Regions from separate parts of the Mus musculus genome. Here region 1 is linked to region 2. Evidence: chromatin contacts called from public Hi-C data. All regions are on one chromosome and are shown on one strand. Each heading gives the region's core, a stretch centred on a gene start, on an enhancer-like site or on the middle of the called end of the contact. The rest is flanking DNA. Distances are from core to core; before and after follow the strand shown. Region 1 holds the start of Sv2a (synaptic vesicle glycoprotein 2 a). Region 2 has its middle 22 kb from the start of Gm30044.

The links. A called contact is a pair of places that touch in the nucleus more often than the background predicts.
Region 1: a contact with region 2 is called in a Hi-C map of bone marrow-derived macrophages, with 63 read pairs. The contact joins the promoter of Sv2a here to the enhancer-like site in region 2. A contact is called at or near these places in 14 of 39 promoter capture datasets (the C10 cell line, the HPC-7 cell line, the SN4741 cell line and 10 more), 3 of 15 datasets of contacts at CTCF or cohesin (CD8 T cells, the NIH/3T3 cell line and large pre-B cells), 4 of 484 Hi-C or Micro-C datasets (B cells, bone marrow-derived macrophages, embryonic stem cells and 1 more), 37 of 115 datasets of contacts at active chromatin or transcription factors (the 230-238 cell line, CD8 T cells, DN3 thymocytes and 22 more) and 5 of 9 other capture datasets (adipose tissue, bone marrow-derived macrophages, embryonic stem cells and 2 more).

What each region holds. Positions count from the first base shown.
Region 1 is chr3:96,179,671-96,183,080 of GRCm38.p6, reverse strand. Sv2a (synaptic vesicle glycoprotein 2 a) reads right to left here and starts at 1,854. Exons shown (of 13, transcript NM_022030.3): 1 at 1,778-1,854.
Region 2 is chr3:96,080,983-96,084,612 of GRCm38.p6, reverse strand. No RefSeq gene overlaps it. Among named protein-coding and RNA genes, the nearest start is that of Gm30044, 22 kb to the left of the region's middle. Within about 2 kb of position 1,697, at least 17 of the 459 cell types and tissues checked have an H3K27ac peak or open chromatin away from gene starts, as enhancers often do. A contact at or near this core is called in the HPC-7 cell line, bone marrow-derived macrophages, embryonic stem cells and 1 more, where this site is marked.

The sequences.
Region 1 (3,410 bases), core at 605-3,104, 98 kb before region 2:
CACACACACACACACACACACACACACTAGTGGAAAAGGGTAAATAATGCCTTGTCATTCAGAAAGATACACTGGCAAGGAAAGATGTAAGCAGTGGACAACAGTGACCAGGAACAGTGGCCTCGATGTCACCTTTTCTTCATGGTTCAGGGAATAGCATCCCCAGCGCCAAGGCAATTTGTGTACCTCGGCTCTCTTTCCCAACCATGATCCCTCTTCAAACCCTGAAGGAAGATTTGGACCCACCAGGAGCTGTTTCCCATGCCTGTTGACATTGTTTCCCCTCAGCTGTGGGGGTAGGAAAGGCTCCCCAGCCACAACAGCACACAGTGGCTCAACAGCCAGTGCCCCCCCAGGGCCACCAAGCCCAGGAGGGAGAGAAAGAAGACAAATTCTTTGAGCTGGTGAGGAAGTCGTGCTATATTTAGCCTGCAGAGCAGCACAAGAGTGGCTGAGCCTGAGGAAGAGAGACAGCACTGGGAGAGGTGGAGTTAAAGGAGACCAGACTGGGATTTACCAAGTCCTTTAAGGCTGACTGGCTTCACCTGACCGGAAGAAACATGTCCATAATTTTCTGCAGAAGGTGGAAAGGGCATGTGGAAAGGGCTTCGTAAGCAAACCTTTCAAGTAAACTGCTCAGGTCCAGACGGGCCCCCTAATCAAAGCCCCTGCTTTGGAGGCCACCCAGGTTTCCATCCCATCCCATGCCAGGTCATTAAGAAGTGACAAGGTCATGAAGAAGCAGTCATTGATCAGAAGATTCCCACTGAAAAGGACAAGGGGCAGAGAAGATTCCAGAGTGCCCCCCACCCCCACATCACAGCTTGATAACTGACCCTCTTACCCCTCCGCAAGACTGACAAGACTGAGCCTCACCCCTACAATCTACCCCTGGGTTTGGAAGATGGGAGCATCCAGTTTGGGGGGGTGGGGAGGTGTCAGCTGAGAATGTACACGGAGAAATGCTCACGGAGAAATGCTCACGGAGAGGCCAGGGATGTAGAGAAAATGTTTCACATGCATAGGCTTAGGGACCGCCTCTGCCAGGATTGCGGAGACCCCCAACCCCCACCTAGCCTCAGCTCTGGTACCAGGCATGAGGCCCTGGAACTGATTACATGGCTGCTCCCACCCCTGGTCCTGCTGCTGGACAGGTTCCCACCATCCTTCTGCGCCCCTCTCCTGACCCCCTCAGTAAGCGCCTCTAGTGCCAAGCCCCAACACCTGGTTGCTTCCCATGTCTGTCTGCCCAGTGTTTCATTCCTTCTATCCTTCACCAAGCCGATTCCTCTACCCCCTAACCCACCCAAGTCCAGGCAAGAGCGGCTGTACTCATTCTATGGCCCCAGCCAAGGTCATTTACCATGGGTGGGGGGGGGGGAGAGGGGGGTTGGGGAGGGACGTACATCAAGGTGAGGAGAGGATGGAGTTTGAGGGAACCTCAGCTTACCTAACAGCCCCTCACCAGGTTTATGTAATGGGGACTTTAAGCTAAGGTAGAAAAAAAATCCTCGCATATGTATGTATGTGTGTATATACATACAAATACATATATGTGTATTGCACATATATATTTATTTATTCAAGTATATTCTCAAAGCAATTGAAATAAATGGCCCATTCCCCAAACCACCATCACCCCCACCACCACCCTCACCCCTACAGCGGGGACAGTCACCCTCCCCATAAGCAAAGCATCAGAGATAAAATGGCTGCAAGGCTAGACGAGGATGCTTCTGCCCGGGGCGGGGTAGAGGTGAGAGGAGAGGGGTCTCACCTGAGCTTGGTTCCCCGGGTCAGGGAGTCCCCGGGTGAGGGAGGGGGTCCAGCCACAGGGCTGAGGCGGCAGCGGCGACTGCTCCTCCCGGTACCAGGGGAAGCGGCACTGCAGACCTGCCCCCCGCACGCGCTCCGGCCCCGCCTCCGACCCTCCCTCCCCCGCGCCAGTGAGCAGCGGGAGAGACCATTGTGGGGGGTGGGGGTGGCGAAAGAAAAGATGATGGGGCGGGGGGGGGGGGGGGGGGACTTAGGACACAGGAAGAAAAGATGAAGGAACTGGAGGGGACTGTCAGGGTGACAGCTGGAAATGACAGTCTTTCTCAGCCCCTTCCTCCCTAGCAAAAGATGCCAGGAATTAAAGACACTAGCAGTGGTTAGGGGAGTAAGTGGAGGAAATAGACAGGTGATGAATGAGGTAGCCCCTTCCTTTGCACCCAAGCTAGGATGAGAGAACCCAGGAGTCCCAGCAGTTCTTGCTGCGTTAAAAACAGCTCCCTCCCCTTCCACACTGCTCCCTGGAATTAAAAACCCTCTCCTAAACCCACAGCTTGGACTCCAGGTTCACCTTGCTATGTGAGAGGACTCAGAGATAACAAGGTGTGGTTTCTGTACTCAATAGTCAGAGTCAGTGACAACTGGGCCCCTGTCATCTGTCTCCTCCAAAAACAGTCCAGACTGTTTATGTACAAGGACCTCCCCCTCCCCATTTCTATTCAATTGCTGGTAGCAGAGGCGGTGCTAGAGGAGTTTGTCTGATCAACTGGACAGTTCCCTTTCTAACCACACTCTCCAGTGACTCAAAAATACATACATACATACATACATACATACATACATACATACATACATACATCCTATCAATTAACAACCTCCTCTTGTGTGTGTGTACGTACACTGGCTTGGGTTCTCCTTTTCTTGAATCTTTTCTGTTTTATTGTCAGGTAACCTGGACTGACAGATCCAGAGGCACTTCAAGGATGTACAACCTGAACCAGTCTACTCCAGATAAAACCTTGGGATTGTCTGGAACAAGCACTGACCAAAGCACAGCCCAGATTTCCACCGTTGGTTTTGACCAAGTCCCCTGCCTCTGTGAACCAACAGGCTTCTTGTCTAGAAAATGGAGTGTTTTGGATGAGGCGTCTTTTTTAGCTGTAATACCATGAGACTGCTCGGTTAAGTGTGGGTCTAGGATGCTGGGAGATACTGAATACAGAAGGCTGGCAGCCTGTGTGCTCAGAGATTTCCCAGATGCCATTTGACATCTGAATTTACTATGCTAGGGATATGAGCCTAAGTTTTGGAGGACCCAATGCTGGATTTTGGAAATGTATGGGTCAGTAAGGTTCACAATTAACTGAAAGTCATAATAGATACTAATTTATCCTAAAAAGTTACCTCTCACCTAGACTGAAGATTTTTGTGTCCGGTACACTCTCCCCCTTAAGCCAAGTCAGGACCATGTCAGTGTAAGTCACCCAATGACATAACGGAATGAGAGAACTTGTATCTTTAATGGCATCTGGCCATCCCCAGTAGGAGGCCAATGATTCCAAAAACTCTCCTGGCAACAACTCTCTGCCCCACCTCTACGAGCGGGGAAGCTTTGCCAATGCTCTAGGAGTACTCTT
Region 2 (3,630 bases), core at 448-2,947:
CAGCCTTGAGAGGCTGATTCAGACCTTGTGTTCGTCACAGCCGCTAGCCCACCTAGGGTGGAATCTTCCTATCAGGGTAAAGTCCATTGTCCTGCCACATCTGCTGCTTCCTCCAAGACTCCACTACCTGCTGAGAGGCTGAACTTGTTTTCCTGATGAGATCCTGGCAAAGTGGGGGATGGGTTCCCACCCCTTTATAAGCTCAGGCTCATAGTAAACATTGGTCGTTAATCAGAAACTTTGTCTTGGTCTCATTCTTCTCTTGCTGTCTACCCACACAGCCCGAGCTTTCCGTTCAGGAACCCAGGAACCCGCGGCCGCTGGTGGCTCCAGAAGAAGTCTTTTTATGTATGGGTGTCTTGCCTGCATGTGTGTCTGTACATCACATGCTGTATGTGTGGTGCAGCAAGGAGTCCAGAAAAGGGGATTAAATCCCCTGAAACTGGAGTTACAGTTGGTTTTAAGTTGACATGTGAGTACCCAAAACTGAACCCAGGATTTCTGCAAGAGCAGCCAGTGCTCTTAACCACGGAGTTATTTCTCCAGCCCAGAATCTTAACCCTGATCTTCAGTGACATCCACGATTATTGAAGTTTCCCTATGCTTCAAAGATACTGTTAGTGGTATGTAATTAGAGTAAGAGACAGAATATTTTTGGTCTCTGCTAACCTCTGTCATTAAAACCCAGAGTTAGCATGAGTCTAACTGCTTTTAGGTGTCACCTTTTGCTTGTCACGGTGACCCTCACAAGATCAGCATTATTCAGTATTGTACTGAACAGAACTGAGGGTCGGATGGGTTCAAGAAATTCGCGTAACATCAGATATGGTGGGTAGTGCATGACTGTAACCATACCTGAGGAGGCGGGAACAGGGTGATTGTGAATTTGAGGGTGGCCCAAGAAAAATAGTGAGACCCTATGAAAGAAAAGAAGGGAGGGAGGGAGGGAAGGAGGGAGGGAAAGAGAAAAGGGAGGAAGAGGAAAATATTGTGTGAAGGTATATAACAATAAACATAAAAGTCAAAATTCAAGCCCAAATTAAAATTAAAGCACATATCTAGGTACCTCTAATAATTCTCTTTTGTTTAGCACTTTTATTTAATGCTTTGGTTTTTTGAGTATTTTGTCTGCCTGTATGTATGTGCATAACATGTGTGCCCGGTGCTCATGGAGCCCAGGAGAAGGCATTGGATCGCTTGGTACTGACGTAGATGGTTGTGAGCAGCTATGTGGGTGGAGACCCAAACCTGGGCCCTCTGTGAGAGCAGCAAAGTTTTAAGTTTAACAGCTGAGCCCTCCCTCCAGTGCCTTGCTTAGCACTTTTAGTTTGTTGTAAAGGCATCCATATAGAATGGCCCTAACAAGGGTGTGGCTACAGCGAAAAGGCACTGTAACCAATTCATAGCTTAGGCCAGGACAACAGCGCTCACCAGAGAATGTGCAAAAAACAAAGGACCCAGGACCCATTGTGTTCTCCCGAGGTCGGAACCAGCACCCTATCGCTCTCAGAACTTAAAATCGCTCCCGTAAGCACTTTCAGCTAGATGTAGATGAAAGTACTATAGATTTTCCGCTTGCTTAGGCTTCTCTGGCTGCAGCAGGAATGCCAATGACAGAGCCGTGACGGGCCCTCTGGCCAACTCCAGCACAGCCTCATTCAGCAAGTTTGTCCTTTTTCTGCTGTTGCTCCCAGCTGACAGAGCTACTTTTAAAAAGGAAGTCATTTCTGCAAACCCATTTGAAGCAAGCTCATTCCTCTCTGGTGGTTGGCAGATAAGACTCTGGCAGAATAATCTAGAAATCTCTCTTCCAGCGCTAAAATAGAAGTGCTTGAGTTTTTAGTTGCTTTTTGCGTTGTTGTGCTGGTAAAGTATAAATATATTAGCAGGCCTTGGTTTATCCAAAATAACATACTTTGGATGTTGCAGTTTTTAATTTTATAATTAATAATGGATTTTTAAGATGTCAGCGCACTTTGCAGCACTGAAATTCATTGCATGATTAATTTAAGCAGCTTTCTTCATACATCACCCTCTTAATAGCCATCTAGTACTTAAAGACTTTCTGATGAACAACATAAGCTAAGTGTAAGAAGACAGTAAGCACTTGAATCCGACTAAGGGGCAGAGGGCGAGTACAGGATGGGGGTCATGGATACCCCAGCAAAGTAAGGACATTTGGAACACTTAGTGTCCTCTAGCATTGAACTATCAGTCTTTAGAAAAGAGAAAAAAACAGTTTGACACCCCATCTTGAGAGTGCTCATCAGCACATGTCTCTGTGAGCCTCCTCCTGTAGGTTACATCTTTTTTTGTTTTTGTTTTTTTGCTTTTAGATTTTTTTTTTTTTTGAGCACATGGAAGAGTGTTTTTGTCTGCAAGGACATGTGTGCCTCACATTGCTTGGTACCTAGAGAGGCCTGAGCAGGGTGTCAGGGGAGGGGACCTGGAATTAGAGGTGGTTGATTGCCACCATGTGAATGCTAGGAACCAAACCAGGTCCTCTAGATGAGTCAGTGCTCTTGACTGCTGAGCTAGCTCTCAAGCCCCCATGAATCTCTGTTTCAACACAGGATACCTTACCATGAAGATTCTGGCCTCAACATACTGTTGGTTTTATCATCATCATCATCATGGAGATATGAAAGATTAAAATGCAGAAAAATTGCTAACTATAAAAAAATGGGACAGTCATTGACATCCATAGCTGACAGTTGTAATAACACCCTTCTCTTCCTGTGACTGAAATGGTCTCTGCTTTGTCTCCTTCGAGCAGCCTCCACAGAACTGCTGGCCAATAGCGATAACAGCAGGCACTCTTGTTGCCTGGCCTTCTGATGTCTCAAAATCAAATATAGCGTTTATGCTTGTCTTATTCAGGGTCTCTATTCCTGCACAAACATCATGACCAAGAAGCAAGTTGGGGAGGAAAGGGTTTATTCGGCTTATACTTCCATGCTGCTGTTCATCACCAAAGGAAGTCAGGACTGGAACTCAAGCAGGTCAGGAAGCAGGAGCTGATGCAGAGGCCATGGAGGGATGTTCTTTACTGGCTTGCCTCTCCTGGCTTGCTCAGCCTGCTCTCTTATAGAACCCAAGACTGCCAGTCCAGAGATGGCACCACCCACAAGGGGACCTCCCCCTTGATCACTAATTGAGAAAATGCCTTACAGTTGGATCTCATGGAGGCATTTCCCCAACTGAAGCTCCTTTCTCTGTGGTAACTCCAGCTGTGTCAAGTTGACACAAAACTAGTCAGTACAATGCTTTTAATAAGAAGGGCTGGAGAAGTGTCTCAGAGGTTAGGAGTACATGCTATAATTCCAGAGCATCTGAGTTTCTTTCCCAGAACCCACCTCAAGCAGGTCACAACTGCCTGTAGCTTTAGCTGTAGGGGGATCCAGCACCATCTTCTGGCCTCTGTGGGTACTTGCGGGTGCATGCACACATACATACACAATTTAAAGGGAAGCTTTTGTTATTGTTTTGTGGGAGGAGGTTGTTGTTGTTTTGTGATTTGTTTGGGGCTTTTTGGGTTGGTTTGTTTGGGATGTTGTTGTTGTTGTTGTTGTTGTTGTTGTTGTTGTTGTTGTGTTTTGAGACAGGATGATCTCACTATGTATCCCTGGC